Linked DNA regions of Rattus norvegicus: region 2 is linked to region 1. A link is a contact called in public Hi-C data. All regions are on one chromosome and are shown on one strand. Each heading gives the region's core, a stretch centred on a gene start, on an enhancer-like site or on the middle of the called end of the contact. The rest is flanking DNA. Distances are from core to core; before and after follow the strand shown.

The links. A called contact is a pair of places that touch in the nucleus more often than the background predicts.
Region 2: a Hi-C map of prefrontal cortex shows a contact between it and region 1, with 3 times the contacts expected there. The contact joins the enhancer-like site here to the promoter of Unc5a in region 1. A contact is called at or near these places in 2 of 12 Hi-C or Micro-C datasets (frontal cortex and prefrontal cortex).

Annotation. Positions count from the first base shown.
Region 1 is chr17:9,673,116-9,680,104 of GRCr8, forward strand. Unc5a (unc-5 netrin receptor A) reads right to left here and starts at 2,548. Exons shown (of 16, transcript NM_022206.2): 1 at 2,235-2,548. The coding sequence starts at 2,304.
Region 2 is chr17:9,810,485-9,817,674 of GRCr8, forward strand. No RefSeq gene overlaps it. Among named protein-coding and RNA genes, the nearest start is that of Tspan17, 18 kb to the right of the region's middle. Within about 2 kb of position 1,262, at least 11 of the 93 cell types and tissues checked have an H3K27ac peak or open chromatin away from gene starts, as enhancers often do. A contact at or near this core is called in prefrontal cortex, where this site is marked.

The DNA of each region.
Region 1 (6,989 bases), core at 1,298-3,797:
CACATGCGCATGCACATACACACACAAAGAGAGGTGCATACATACACACACACACACACACACTCTCGCACATGCATGCGCACACACAGACGCGCACACACACATTGCACCGTACCCCGAAAGCCTGCCTGGCTGACCATTTTTCCCCAGCCACTCACAGACACATTTTCCACCAGATGCTGTTGCCAAGGAACCGATGAGCAAGTCAGGTGTGTAGGGTCGTGGCAGGGGCAGCCTACCTAGGTATCTGTCCACACATGTCCAGAGCCGGAGCAGGGAGGGCAAGATGGGTTCTCTTTGAGAAGTGGGCCCACTCTTACCCCCATACCTTTCAGCAGCTCCCCATCCCACAGCAAGAGAGTTAATGCCAGAAACAGGCTCTGATCCAGGTAGCCCTGAGACACTGGTGCCCACCTCTCAGCCCTGGGAAACCCCCAGGCCAGGCCCCAACAGGTGTCCTGCCGATGGGCAATGCAGCTCTCCCAATCCACGGCTTCTTGAGGTGCAACCCTTCATTCCTGGTTTTGGTGCCCTCACCTACAAGTGTCTGTCACCCCTATCTGTAATGCTCACTGGACTGGTGCAGTAGCACGCAACTACCACACGCATTCAGCCTATTAGTACTCATCTGACCACACACATGATAGCACCATGCCACCCCAGTGGCGTCCTCCCTCTCCATGACCCGGGACACATGCCAGTCCATGCCATTTCCCACCCACGTGCTCACGTGGGCAAAATGCAGCTCTGACCACACAGCCCTCTCACTCATATCCAACTCAGTAAACATTTCCTGGGCACCCATATGGGGTCTGGCAGCATCTCCCCTGACAGCCCCAGCTCATGACCCTGGCCAGTCCTGCAACTCACATCTCTAACAGGAACGTATATACGACATGAATACACATCCGATGGCAGAAGGCTCAACCTGAGGGTCCGTCAGGATTGAAGGGGGAGGCTACTGGGGAGAAGGGCTTGTTAAAGTGAAGATTTAGTGTGCATCGACAGGGGAGAGAGGTAGAGCAGGGGGGACCAGGCAGAGGACTTAGGGGGCAGGATGGGGAGGGCAGTCGAGGCAGTGGTGGGTGAAGGATGCGGTGAGCAGAGACTCTTCAAGGAACCAGACATCGACCTTAATCATCTGGTCCTTGACGGAGCTCTCATCTTTCTGGATTGGCAGTTCAGAAATCCACACCCTTAGGATAAACTGTGGCCTTGCCAGCCTGGGAATCACCTCCTTGCAAGCAGGTTCTGGGGGCATCAAGCATAGAGAATTGCTAAGGCACCCTTCCCAATACACAGAAGCTCAGCGCCAAGTCCTGAGGGGCCAGAGATTAGGGACCCCCCACAACTCAGCCTAGGTGCGGGCTTCAGAGAAGACAAAGCCTTCCCCCGAGGCCCCTCACGCAAGGAGGTGGGCTAAAAGACTGGGTTATGAAGGGGCTGGTTAGGGTGGCCAACAAGACAAGCCGGGAGACTGCAGGGCTGAGGAGTTTGAGAGGTTCTCAGAGCCCGCCAACCAACAGCCAACAGCAAACAACTCCCCTTCTCCCTCCTTTCCCCCCTCCCGCCTCTAGCAGAGAGGCCAGGAGCCACAGGCCACCACAGGGGCCCCAGTACATTGACTGCCGGCTGCAAGAGCTGGGGGCTGTTGGATGCCTCCACGCTTGAGTGTGTGCGTGTGCAAACGTGTGTGGTGGGGACAGAGGAGGACACTGTGTTCTAGACATGGGCAGAGGCCAGGTGCCAACCTAGAAATTGTGAGTGGCTGTTTGGGGCAGTCCTACCTGGAAGAGCTATCTTAACCCCCACCCCCAACCTTGCCCCGCACACACCCCATTTTCTGGGCACTAGCATATGGTCCGAAGCCGCTATCTTTGAGTCCTTCAAGTCTTGTCTTTCCTGGATTATTCCAACCCCCCCACCCCGATCATTCTCCGGGGCCCTGAAACCAGTAAACTTCCCCCACCCGGAGGCGTGGGGCGTCTACACTCGCCAGCCCCGTGCGCTGACAGCTGTTCCTGGACTTGGCAGAACCCAGGCTTCCGGGAGAGCGCACCGGGAAGCTGCGCAGCAGCGAGTGGCGGCCCCCGCGTCCTGCCCGGCAAAGTTTGGCCTCCGGGGGCTCCCAGACGGGTCGGCCGCGCGGGTCACGGCCACCTCCTCCCCAGAACTAAGCGTTCGCGCGCACGGTCCCCCGCAAGCCTCCCCAGAGCGCGCGCGGCGTGACTCACCCGAACCACGAAGCCAGGCGGCGAGGACTATGCCCAGGAGCACTGGCCACAGGCCGGGCCGGACGGCCATGGCCGCGGGCGGACGAGCGGGCAGGACTCGGGGCCCCGCGGGCGGGAGAGAGGCTGTCAGCGCCTCAGCCGAGAGCCCCACCTCGGGGCGCCCCCGGGGCCCATGCCAGAGGACGGAGCTGCCTCCGGGCGGCCGGCTGCGGGGCGCACGCGGTGCGTGGCTCCCCTGGGCACCCGGAGCGCAGCAATGCAGCCGGGGCGGAGCGCAGCGCCAGCCGCGCCGCGCACCGAGCCAGCCGCCGCGCGGAGCCCGCAGCCGGGGAGCGGGCCGGCGGGCGCCGCAAAATCCGGACTGGAGCGACGGAGCGGGACGGAGGCGGGGCGGGGCAGCGGAGGAGGGGCCGGGCGGCGCTGCGAGCGCGGGCCACCCCCAGCACTGGGGATCCCTTCGGGCAACGCCTGAGGCTCCCCCAGGGAGGAGCTGGGGTAGTGGGCGGGGAGGCCTCCCACCACCCCTCTCAGTCTCCAGGGACAGAGACAAGACTCTGGAACCCGGAGTGGATTGCTTTTCCGGATCCGGCATCACCCTGGTCCGCCAGTCGGCGCACAGGTGGCCCGGGAGGGGCCCCGGGCTGCGGCGACCCCGGCGCAGCGCCAGCCTGCGGAGAGCAGCTCGACTCTGGAGTGCCCCAGGCAGGTTCCGCTGCAGTCCCTGTTTGCACCCCTGCCTCCCGGCTGCGCTCCGAGGTCGTCAGTACGCCGCGGTTTGCAGCCGGCGGGCGTCTTGGATGGGGGACTGCAGGAGAGGTCCGGGGGCCCAGCCCGCGCGCAAGAGCCGCCAGGCCCCCACTGTCTCACCATCCGCCCTCACCAAGACAACCTGGTGGGCTTCAGGGGCACGCGCAGCAGCGTGGCCTCAGGCTTTCCCAATCCCTCCACGCCGTTGGCCCAAAGGAAACAACCTTAGGGCGCAGCGCAGTCTGAAAGGCGCGTGGTGTTGTTTGCGCCCCGAGCGCGCGCGGCGCTGGAGACGTGGGCGTGATGCAGGAACCAGAAGGGTTTGGGGAGCTACAAACTCCTGGGGTAGAATCGAAGTGCCGTAGTCTTCTGGCTCTGTGACCTTGGGCAAGTCACGGGCGTCTCTAGATCCAGCACAATGACCGCTGGAGAATCTCCTATTCCCCACCCCCATTCCCTAAGCTGGCTAAAATAAACAGAGGGCAGCCCTAAAGAAGGAAAATAAACGCTTTCGGTGTGCACAGGGCGAGGGATCTGAAAGAGAGGGTCCCACTCCCTGTCAGGAGGAGAATGAGAAGGGTGAAGATGGTCACAAACTCAAACGCCTACAGTGCTGATCGATAATATAAATTGGAGCTGCAGGCTAGACGACACAGGAGTGGTCTTGGCTTCCACAAAGAGATGTGAGCTCTCGTATATTTCTTGAGACACGAGGCCCTCTCTCGGTCTGTCTTTTGTTTCCCACTTTTTATAGAGAAGGTTATGAAAAATGTTTTGCTTTCTCCTGCTCTCATATATGTGTATATATGCATATTTACATATGTGTGCGGATATCTATTCCCAGTCAAAGCTCCAGATGTGCACCTACCGATCATATGCCTCGGGGCCAGGCAGACAGGGAGACAGGACACAGGATCATATCTAAATGGCTCTCTTGTTCCAGGTGCCTCTGGTGGGGGAAGTTGGGACCCCAATTGGCTTTATTTTCCAGTTTTCAATAGAAGCCATTGTCTAGGGGAAATTATTTTATTTTTTTAAAGGTGTGTGTGTGTGTGTGTGTGTGTGTGCGCGCGCGCGCGTGTGTGTGTGTGTGTGTGTGCAGACGTGAGTGCATTGCATGATGCCTGTGTGGAAGTCAGAAAACAGCTTGGGAGAGTCATTCCTCTCCTTCTTAAGTGAGACTCGGGGATGAAAGTCAGGTTGTAAGACTTGGCAGCAAACCCCATTATTCACTGAGCCATCCTGGTGGCCCCAAAATTGATTTTTAGTACATGTGTGTATTTATAACCTCGTTTACTCAGATGACCATACCCCCCAACTTCAGCTTTTTATACGTACACATTAGAGAGTGGAGCTGTCTACTGCCTGCTCTGGTGTGTGTGTGTGTGTGTGTGTGTGTGTGTATGTGTGTGCACGCGCGTGCGTGCGTGTGTGTGTGTGTGTGTGTAAGCAGTTTGTTGTGTGTCTAGGCTATTCTCATGTATCCTACTAGTACCCCGTTTCCACAGTGTGGAAGAAATGTGGAGGGTTTAGGGTTTGGACACTGAAGGGAGGTGGTTGGGTATTAGGGCGTGATGCATATGAGGGAACTATAATGTGTTTATTTGCTGTAAGCAGTACACGGAACCCCATTAAATCAATATTTCCACTTTATATAGAGAGTTGGGCAAGGACCAACCCTATCCTAGAACTGCTAAGCTGGCTGAGAGGGGGCCCAGGAGGTTTAATCTCTGGGCCCATGGTCCATACATTTCTTCCCCCTATAGCCTCTGCTTTGGGATTAGAATTGGGAAATTCTCCTCTCCTCAGTTCTCCGCCCCATCTCTTTCCATCTAGAGCAGAGAGAGGCCTGTGTAGCAGTCAGAATAGTTTTGTCATGGTAACAAATGGTCCCCAAAGTATCAGTGGCTTTAATCAACAAAGATTTATTTCTCATTTGTCCATCGTGGCTCTTCTGTTCCTGGTCATATTCACTCAAGGGCCCAGGCTACCAAGGAGACAGAGAAATGGTGACTCTAGAGAAATACCTGACAGCAATCAGTGGCTCGGTGAAAGAGGACCTGCTACTCTTACCCTCAGCCAGGACCCTACCTGAGAGAGCACGGAGGGCAGAGCTGAAGCTAGTGAACAGCACTCAGTAATGTGCACAGCCTGCCCGTGTGTGTGCGTGTGCGTGTGCGTGTGCGTGTGCGTGTGTGTGTGTGTGTGTGTGTGTGCACGTGTGGTGGGGGGAGTCTTACCACAGCACAGCCTGCCGGTGGGGTGGGATCTTACTGCAGCCCACAGCTGCAGCTGTGCCCAGGCCCGTTTCCCCAGAAGCCAAGCTGTTCCTTCATTCCAGGCTTTTCTATTTGCCTTTCTCCCTCCAGCACTTTATCCTCTACTGGTTACTGTGGAAAGCCCCTTTAAGTCCCTGAGACCCCCACCTCAGCTGTCCCCTTCTAAGCGGCACTCAGGAGAGGCAAGCCAGGAGAAAGAGGAGAGATGGCTTTGCCAATGTCACACCTGCCTTTCGTTTCTGAATCAGCTCAGGTGGGGTGGTCTGGTGGGAGGAAGGCTCCTGACACCCCTTCCCTCCCCCCCCCCATTTTGCTAAGACTAAGGCCCAAGCTGTGTGAGCTTGGACCTCTGCTCTCGGGGATGCAGACTCCCCTTTTGATAGTCTAGGGTCAGGACAGAGACTTTACCAGAACCACTCTAAGGGCCAGAAATGCCTCTTCTGTAGGGAGCAAGAATCTTCGCCCTCATTGGCTTCCCCATCTGGGACAAACCATCCCTCCTCCCCACAGGTCCGTTATTTCGAAAGACAAAGCCTGAATCTTTCTCCACCAGGCCAAATGTTTCCACCTCAGCTGCCGGTGTGACAGTAGGGTTTAAGGCCCTGGCTTGGTCACTTGGACCATTCTCCCCTCGCCCCATACTGCAGGTGCTCTCAAGGCATCTGCAGACTGACAGCACGGCTCCTGGTCTCACAGATATGTAGAGGTGTTCTAATCAGCCCATGGCCATGGACATCGCACCCCTAATGACTGCGGGAGGGGAGCTCAGAGCCTGTGGTAAGGTCATCTTTCACATGGACATGTGCCGAAGTGGCCATGATGCTGGGCAAAGTGCAGATACCTAGGACCTTCTGTACTGTGATTCTGATCCAGGGTGTTCAGGGGTGTCTCGGTATCTGAACCCCCTACCTTCTGCCAATTGTCCCCACAATACAGTATCAAGGGATGCTGCCCTGGCCTTTGCCATAGGCACTGCCAACCACCAGAGCCTTCTCATCTCCCCTTGGCTCAGTCCTTCATAACTACATTCTTTACTATGGGAAATCATAGATTTCCGGCTACGTCCTTGCTCAGAAGTCTCCACTCAAGACTGCCTTGTAGGCTGCCCTTTAGGAGAACACTCCACTTAGTTCAGCTCCTGACTGCGCTCGCCTGTCGATTACATTTCGCATTTGCCCACTGCTTAGAAGCCAGCTTCCATCTATGCTTCATTTGAAGAGCCACCCCTTCTACCCTCAGCACGCAGCATTCGTGTGCTCTACCCACCCCTGTTCCAAAACACAGAGCAAACTTCTTATCTCCGAGATCCCACGAACTACGGAGACAGGCGTGGAGTGGGCAGTGATCTGAGCCCATTCACCGAGGCTCGTTTCTTCATGAACATGGTCTGGACAGGAAGCTCAGGTTGAATGGGCAGAGGCATGGACGAGAAGCCAAGTGTAAAGAGAGCTGCAGAACTGTGCTGTGTCATCCAAAGTGTTTCCGGAGCTACTAGGAGCACCCCAGATCCTTCTGTTCCCTCAGCCAGCAGGTCCCTGTGTTGATTGTAAATCCATTTGGGTTTCTGTCATTTGCTTTAGAAAGAATGATACGTAATTATCCTTTTGTAAGGGCTGGGTATGCAGCTCAGTCAGTAAGTTGCATGCTGAGCATGCTCCAAGCCCCAACACTGCACAACGAGGCAGGTATGGGACCTGGCATCCCAGCACCAAGGAGATGGAGGCAGAAG
Region 2 (7,190 bases), core at 12-2,511, 140 kb after region 1:
AGAAGAGGGCATCAGATCCCATTACAGATGGTTGTGAGCCACCATGTGGTTGCTGGGAATTGAACTCAGGACCTCTGGAAGAGCAGTCGGTGCTCTTAACCACTAAGCCATCTCTCCAGCCCCGACTCTCTTTTAATTGTTGTTTTTTACATTTATGCATGTATTTATTGGGTAGGGGAGGGTGTGCTACAGCGTGTGTAGAGGTCAGAGGACAACTTTCAATAGTTGGTTATTGGGGTTGGGGATTTAGCTCAGTGGTAGAGCGCTTGCCTAGCAAGCGCAAGTCCCTGGGTTCGATCCCCAGCTCCAAAGAAAAGAAAAGAAGAGAAAAGAAAAGAAAAAAGAAAAGAAAAGAGTTGGTTATCTATCTCCTTCCATCATGTGGGTTCTGGGAGTCAAACTCAGGTCTTCAGGCTTTGAGTCATCTTCTCGGACCTTAGTCAAAACTTTTTTTTTTTATTATTTATTTTATATGTACTGGTGTGAGGGTGTCAGATCTCCTGTAACTGAAGTTCTGGACAGTTGTGAGCTGCCATGTAGGTGGTGGGAATCGAACCCAGTCAGTGCTGGAAGAGCAGTCAGTGCTCCTCACAGCTGAGCCATCTCTCTGGCCCCTCGTCAAGACTCTTGATTGAAGGTGACAGAAACCAAAACACAAAATGGGGTGTGGAGGGGACAGCTCTGCCATCAGATATGGTTAGATCTACAGGCTCACGTGTGGTCACTGAGCCATGATTTACTGATCTTGTGTTTTCTGTATGTCATTCTTGCAGAGGACCATGGGCAGGAAAGCAGTTGTGGGCAGATCTGGAGCTTCAAGGAGGAGCATGTCTTTCTGAGCAAAGACTGTGGAGCAAGGGCCATGCGTACACTCTCCACAGCCAGGAAGCTGAAGCATGCTGTTGCAAGCGTGGGCTCTGTGCACCTGCCGTGATAGAACATGGGTGGGATCCACAAAGGAATAGTCAGACAGTGAGAAAGATAAGACCAGGCAGAAGCAGCAGATGCCTGACACTCAGCGACCCACTAGGACCAGGCAGAAGCAGCAGATGCCTGACACTCAGCGACCCACGAGCCACTGGTACTTTCCTGAACACATCACAGATACCCCACGAATCCAAACTTGGCAGGAAGTGGATGAGACAGGAAATTGACTCTATTTTTGAGCCCCGTAGAAAACAGTAGGATGCTCTGAGTCCATATGACTCAGGCAAAAGAGTGGAAAGTCTCCGGAATTCTAATTACTGCAGCTTCTCCTGGCTAGAACAGGCTCTGCCCCAGCCCCATGTTCTCCATCTGGAAGCCAGCTGTCTCCTTCCCCTCAGCACAGAGATTACACCGACCCGAACATCTCGTCTGCCTTCTAGACCAACACCAATTCCTTTGAAACCTACCTAAGTCTTTCCTGACATCCCATTCTCTTCTGGTCACCCACCATTCTGGCAAAGCCATTTGAACTTGCCAAATACGTGAACTTTCTCAGGCTCTTGGTCCTAAAGGTTCTCCTTAAGCTGTTTGGAACATTCTTTATGGACCCTCTGAATTTTCACTCAGTTTAATAAGCATTCAGTATCGGCTCAGTTGGAAAGGAGAGGAAAGATAGCTCCTGCCCTCACCTTGTCCCTTCCAACCTCCGTACTCCTTATCTATTTTCTTGCGTTATTGTGTTGGCAATGAAGCACTGAGAGTGAGCATCCGCACCTCACCGCACCGCACCTCACCTCACAGCTCCGTACCTCACCACACCCACATCCGCACCGCACCCGCACCACGCCCACAACCGCACCACACCACGCCCACATCCGCACCACACCCACATCCGCACCGCAACCGCAACCGCACCGCGCCGCACCGCACCGCACCGCACCGCATCCTAACGTCCCAGTGTTGAGAATAAAGGTTAGACAGACCTAGTGGTGCACACCTTTAATCCTAACATTTGAGAGGCGGAGGCAGGTGGATCTCTGTGAGTTTGCAACTAGCCTGGTCTACAGAGTGAGTTTCGGGACAGCCAGAGCTACACAGTGAGAACAACAACAAAGTTTTGTTCTAGACGTCTTTCAGTGGCCTTTTACCAGGTTTGTCTTCCACGACGTGTCTTTTAGATGGTTTTTATCAGGTTAAAGGTATTCTTTTTTATTTTTGGATGATAAGAAAGGATTATCTCTAAAAATAGTAACTCGGAGGTTGGAGGGAGAGCTCAGCGGTTCAGAGCACTGGCTGCTCTTCCAGAGGTCCTAAGGTCAAGTCCCAGCAACCACATGGTGGCTCACAACCCTCTGTAATGGGATCTGGCGCCCTCTTCTGGCCTGCAGGTGCACATGCAAGAAGAACGCTGTGTACATAATAAATAATCTTAAAAAAAGAAAAAAAAGAAAAAAACCATAACTCAAACTTTTTTTTTTGGTTCTTTTTTTTTTTTTTTTTTGAGCTGGGGACCGAACCCAGGGCCTTGCGCTTCCTAGGCAAGCGCTCTACCACTGAGCTAAATCCCCAACCCCCCATAACTCAAACTTTAATGAATGCTTTCTCTAGATCAAAATCCACTAAGATCTGTAATCCAAAAGTAACAGGGTTATCCCTGAGCGTCTTTTGGGAGTTGGTCCGTTCTATGGCTTTTCTCATCACTGTGACAAAAAGCATCTGAAGAAGAGTTTTTGCTGTCGCTGTTTTTGTTCTTTGAAACGGGGTTTCGTGTGGCTCAGGCTGGCCTTGCATTCCCTATGTAGCCATTTCTGGCCTGCACCTCTGACCCTGCTGCTCTGCTCCCCGAGTGCTCAGACTGACGGGTAGAGCTCTGTCTCTGTGCCCTGCATTGACAGCGATGGACTCTGGCTCATCATTTCAGCAACCATCCGTCTACAAGGACGTGAGAGGCGTGGCTGCAGGGGCGGGTGACGGGGCAGAGACTGGGTACAACTCACAGGTCAGGAGGGACCAGAAGTCAGTGTCACTTTCAAGGCCACCCCAGCAGCCGTCGGTCAGGTAGGCGCTCAACATTCAATTCAGCCCCGTCAGCTGGGGGCCAAGTGTTCCCACACACGAGCCTGGGGCACGCATTTCGCATCCAAACCGTAACACCCATAGACATATTAAATCATCTCCAGATTAGCTATTATACTTAACAAACGCCGTGTAGGTAGTTATTACAACATATTGTTTGGAGAATAATGACAGACCATGCTCGGTGCAGGTATAATTTTCAAAATGTTTTGAGCCATGGCTGATCGAGTTAACAGATGCAGAGCCCAGTGATACAGAGGGCGAGCTGGGCTGCAGTTTTCTCTAGACGAGGCTGGGGAGAAGTCTAAAGGGGGGTCGGACGCAGTGGGGGACAGGAAGGAATAGTTGAGTAGGATGGTTACAACGTAGTTGTACAATGTCCCCCACAGGTGACACCAGCTGGTGGCATGACTTAGGACCAGGAGGGTGGTGGCTGGTCCGTGGGTTAATCCGCTGGGGGAAGCAGGTCACTGGGCTGTGCCTTTGAAGTGTCTGTCTTGTCTCTGGACCCCTCCTCTCTCTCTACTCCTTGGGTGTCATAAAGTGAGCAGCTGCCTTCATTACTTGTCCCCACTGGCCACCCCATCTCAGGCCGGCAACACCAGAACCAGGAGACTGTAGCGGAAAATCTCTGAAACCATGAGCCAAACAAGCTTTAGGTGGATTCCCTGGTAGTCCAGAGCCCTGCAAAAACAAAACAAAACAAAACAAAAACAACAACAAAAAAAATCAAAAAAGCAGAACCTTCCAGAGGAAGCTGGGCATGGCAGCACACACCTGTGATTGTAGCAAGTGGATCGAAAGCTTCGGGCCAGCCTGGGCTATATAGTAAGACTGTCTGGGTGAGGGAAGGGAGGGACAGAGAGAGAGATGGGGGAGGGAAAGGGAGACAGAGAGGGAAGAACGGGGGGCAGGGAGGAAGAGAGGAAGAGGGGGGGAAGGAAGAAAAGGAGGAGCAGACCAGCATCAGTGGGGGTGTAGCACCGAGGGCACACTGGGCCAGACCCTGGCGTGTCAGCATTCTGTGAGAGCAGCGGAGGATGAGTTGCTTCGATCCCTCCACGTGAGGGCTTCTCCCTGGGTTTCCCACACTAGCTCACAATGGGTCTGAGGCATCCTTAGCCCCACAAAGAACAGCACTCAGCTTGGGTATTCAACAGCCAAATCAGTGCATATGGCAGAAATCAAGAGAACAGTCAACATTACCCTTAAAATCACTTAAATTGCCCATAAAAAACATACGTGGGTTTTATGTCTGAGATCCTGAAAGAGTTCTAGAATGCTCCTGCTTGTCTGCCAGGCTGACTGCAGCCGGCTCCAATGCGAGGCTTTATCACGCCTCTTTAACACACGTTATAGGCATTCTGGCTGTCAGGAGTGTTGCCTGAGTTGGGCTCACAAGTCAGCGAGGGGCTGGACAAGGAAGAGATTCTGTGCTGTGTGTGCATGCCTGCAAGCTGACTTCTTCTGTGAGGCGTCAGAAAGGACTCCTTTTGACCTCTAAAGCTGGCTGAGGCTAGCCCTCTAAATTTGGCTAAGGCTAGCCCAAATGTCCCCGCATGTCTTTCTCTAACCACTAAAGACACTGACAGTTTAGGGGTGCTGAGATCCTTGTTGTAGGGGAGAATAGATGCTGGGGAGGGCACTCATTCTCCTGAGCCTGACTTCCCTGGGGTTTTTCAGGCCCAGCTGAGCCTGATGACGTTTTCTGCCTTTGTGATTGGCCAGCATCACATCAGGAGAAGGATGTGACCCCTTAGGCCTGTCAACAGGGCTTTTGACCTTCACTATGAATGTCCTTGCTTTATTTCAACCAATTTCTGGTCTTATCTCTTCCTTATTGATCATTGTGCAGTTGTAGCCTGCATGGGCATGTACAGACACACACACACAGACACACACACACACACAGAGACACACACACACACACACACACACTTTCTGTTCTCTCGAATGAACCCAGCCCATCGCTACCTCCTGTCTGTCTTCTTTGAAATGTTCTCTTGGTCATTATTCAGGTCTCAGCACGCATACACCTCCCAAGTTCCTTTTTCAGTAGTGTCGTAGTGTCTGTCATCAACCCAAAAGTTCTTCTGAGTATTCAGTCCTATATTTCTCCTCTCCCACAGGGAATGATCTTGGCCACCTCATGTCTACCAGCGCCTGGCTCACTGTAAGCACCGAATACATAGCTTGTTGAGACCTGGGAGTGATGGCGCACGCCTTTAATCCCAGCACTCAGGAGGCAGAGGCAGACAGTTCTCTGTGAGTTTGAGACCAGCCTGGTCTACAAAGAATGACGCAGGGCAGCCAGGGCTGTTACACAGAGAAACCCTGTCTTGAGAAATCTAAATAGACAAACAAACATGTGCTTGTTGAATGACTAAACAAAAGAATCTTACAGTGAATCCTTGTTTCAGGTCTGCCCATAGCTGTCCTATTCTGGGGGATCCCCACTGGGAGTAACTGGAGACACTGCCTGTACACGCTGGTTTTGTGTGTCAACTTGACACAAGTTGGAGTTATCACAGAGAAAGGAGCCTCTCTTGAGGAAATGCCTCCATGAGCTCCAGCTGTAAGGCATTTTCTCAATTAGTGATCAAGGGGGGAGGACCCAGCCCATTGTGGGAGGTGCCATCCCTGGGCTGGTGGTCCTGGGTTCTATAAGAAAGCAAGCTGAGCAAGCCAGGGGAAGCAAGCCAGTAAGAAACATCCCTCCATGGCCTCTGCCTCAGCTCCTGCTTCCTGACCTGCTTGAGTTCCAGTCCTGACTTCCTTTGGTGATGAACAGCAATGTGGAAGTGTATGCTGAATAAACCCTTTCCTCCCCAACTTGCTTCTTGGTCATGATGTTTTGTGCAGGAAATCAAACCCTGACTAAGACACGGCCTGTCTAACCTTGAGGCTCCACGCTCACTGCTTTTCCTGAACTGGAGTCTAACTTCCACACTGGCTTCTGTCTCTGGGGCTAGCGGCAGCTGAGTTCCACAATCACCCTGACCACCTGTAGGTTGTCCTGCTGCAGGGCCAGGGTGATGGCAGAGTGGGCAGAGCCAGCCCTGGGCACTTTCAAACCAGCTCAGCATCTCCACCTCCTGCCTGCCTCCCCACCCTGTGTGGGCCTCCAAGTGAACATCCCTCACGGCGCCTCCCGCACCATTCATCCCCATTAGCCGATGTCCACACTGGGCCAGAGGGAGATCAATTACCAAGCTGGCCACTGAACCGAGTTAATGAGGATGTACGCTCCTGGCTGGTGGAGAAGGTGGGAGGAGCGAGGAAGGTCACGGGGAGGCAGAGAGGAGCCCCAGGCTTCCTCACTGGAGGCTTTGGGGTAGGATCCCTCTACAAGATGCCTTCTTTGGGGTGTGGAGAATGCCTTTTCTGCCTGGCATTGTGTTGTAACTTCAGCTGTGAGGAAGCAGAGAGGAAACAGCCTGGCTGGGGACGGATGGCAGGGACTCAAACAAACACTGGAAAGAGGACATCCAGGCATCCCCACCTTCCGTCACTGTGCGCCTTTGTTCAGGCTCCCCCTCTGCCTGCAGTAGTCCCCTGCATCTATTCACAGATACAAGGAAACTCCTAAACCCTCTGCCAGACAGAAGCACCACCGCCTTATTGGGCTTTCCCACGTTCTGATGGCCATTCATTTCCCAGGGCTGCTGGGCAGTGCAAAATCAGCAGGCCCAGTTTCAGTCTGGCTCGATTCCTTTCTTAAGATTTCCTTTCTAGTAAATACGCCCACCCAGGGCGCGTGGGGAGCCACGCCCAGCCGGTGACGGTAGCCCCGCCCACAGGAAGACTAGAGGACAGCCGGCAGAGGTCGTGCTTTACGTGCAGCTTTCGGGTTTGGGCCACCTGACCACCACTTATTTGGACACGTCAATCATAAATCACTCCTAAGGACCAGTGACAAGTCTATGCCCCATTTGAATAGGTCCCCCGAGGACAGGGGGACAACCACCCCTGAGTTCCGGGTCCATCGTGATTCCAGTGCATTTCCCTCAGAGGAAGATAGATGCGCCATAGCCTGGTAAGGGCTGGTCTCATTGTGAGCAGCCTTCCTCCGGGACGATGTGAACCTGACTTCCCACACAACACAAGCCCTGCAAGCAGGACCTGGGTATACAGATGTACCACGACACTGGGCACCGAAGGAAGCCTCCAGGGACACCTGGGCTACA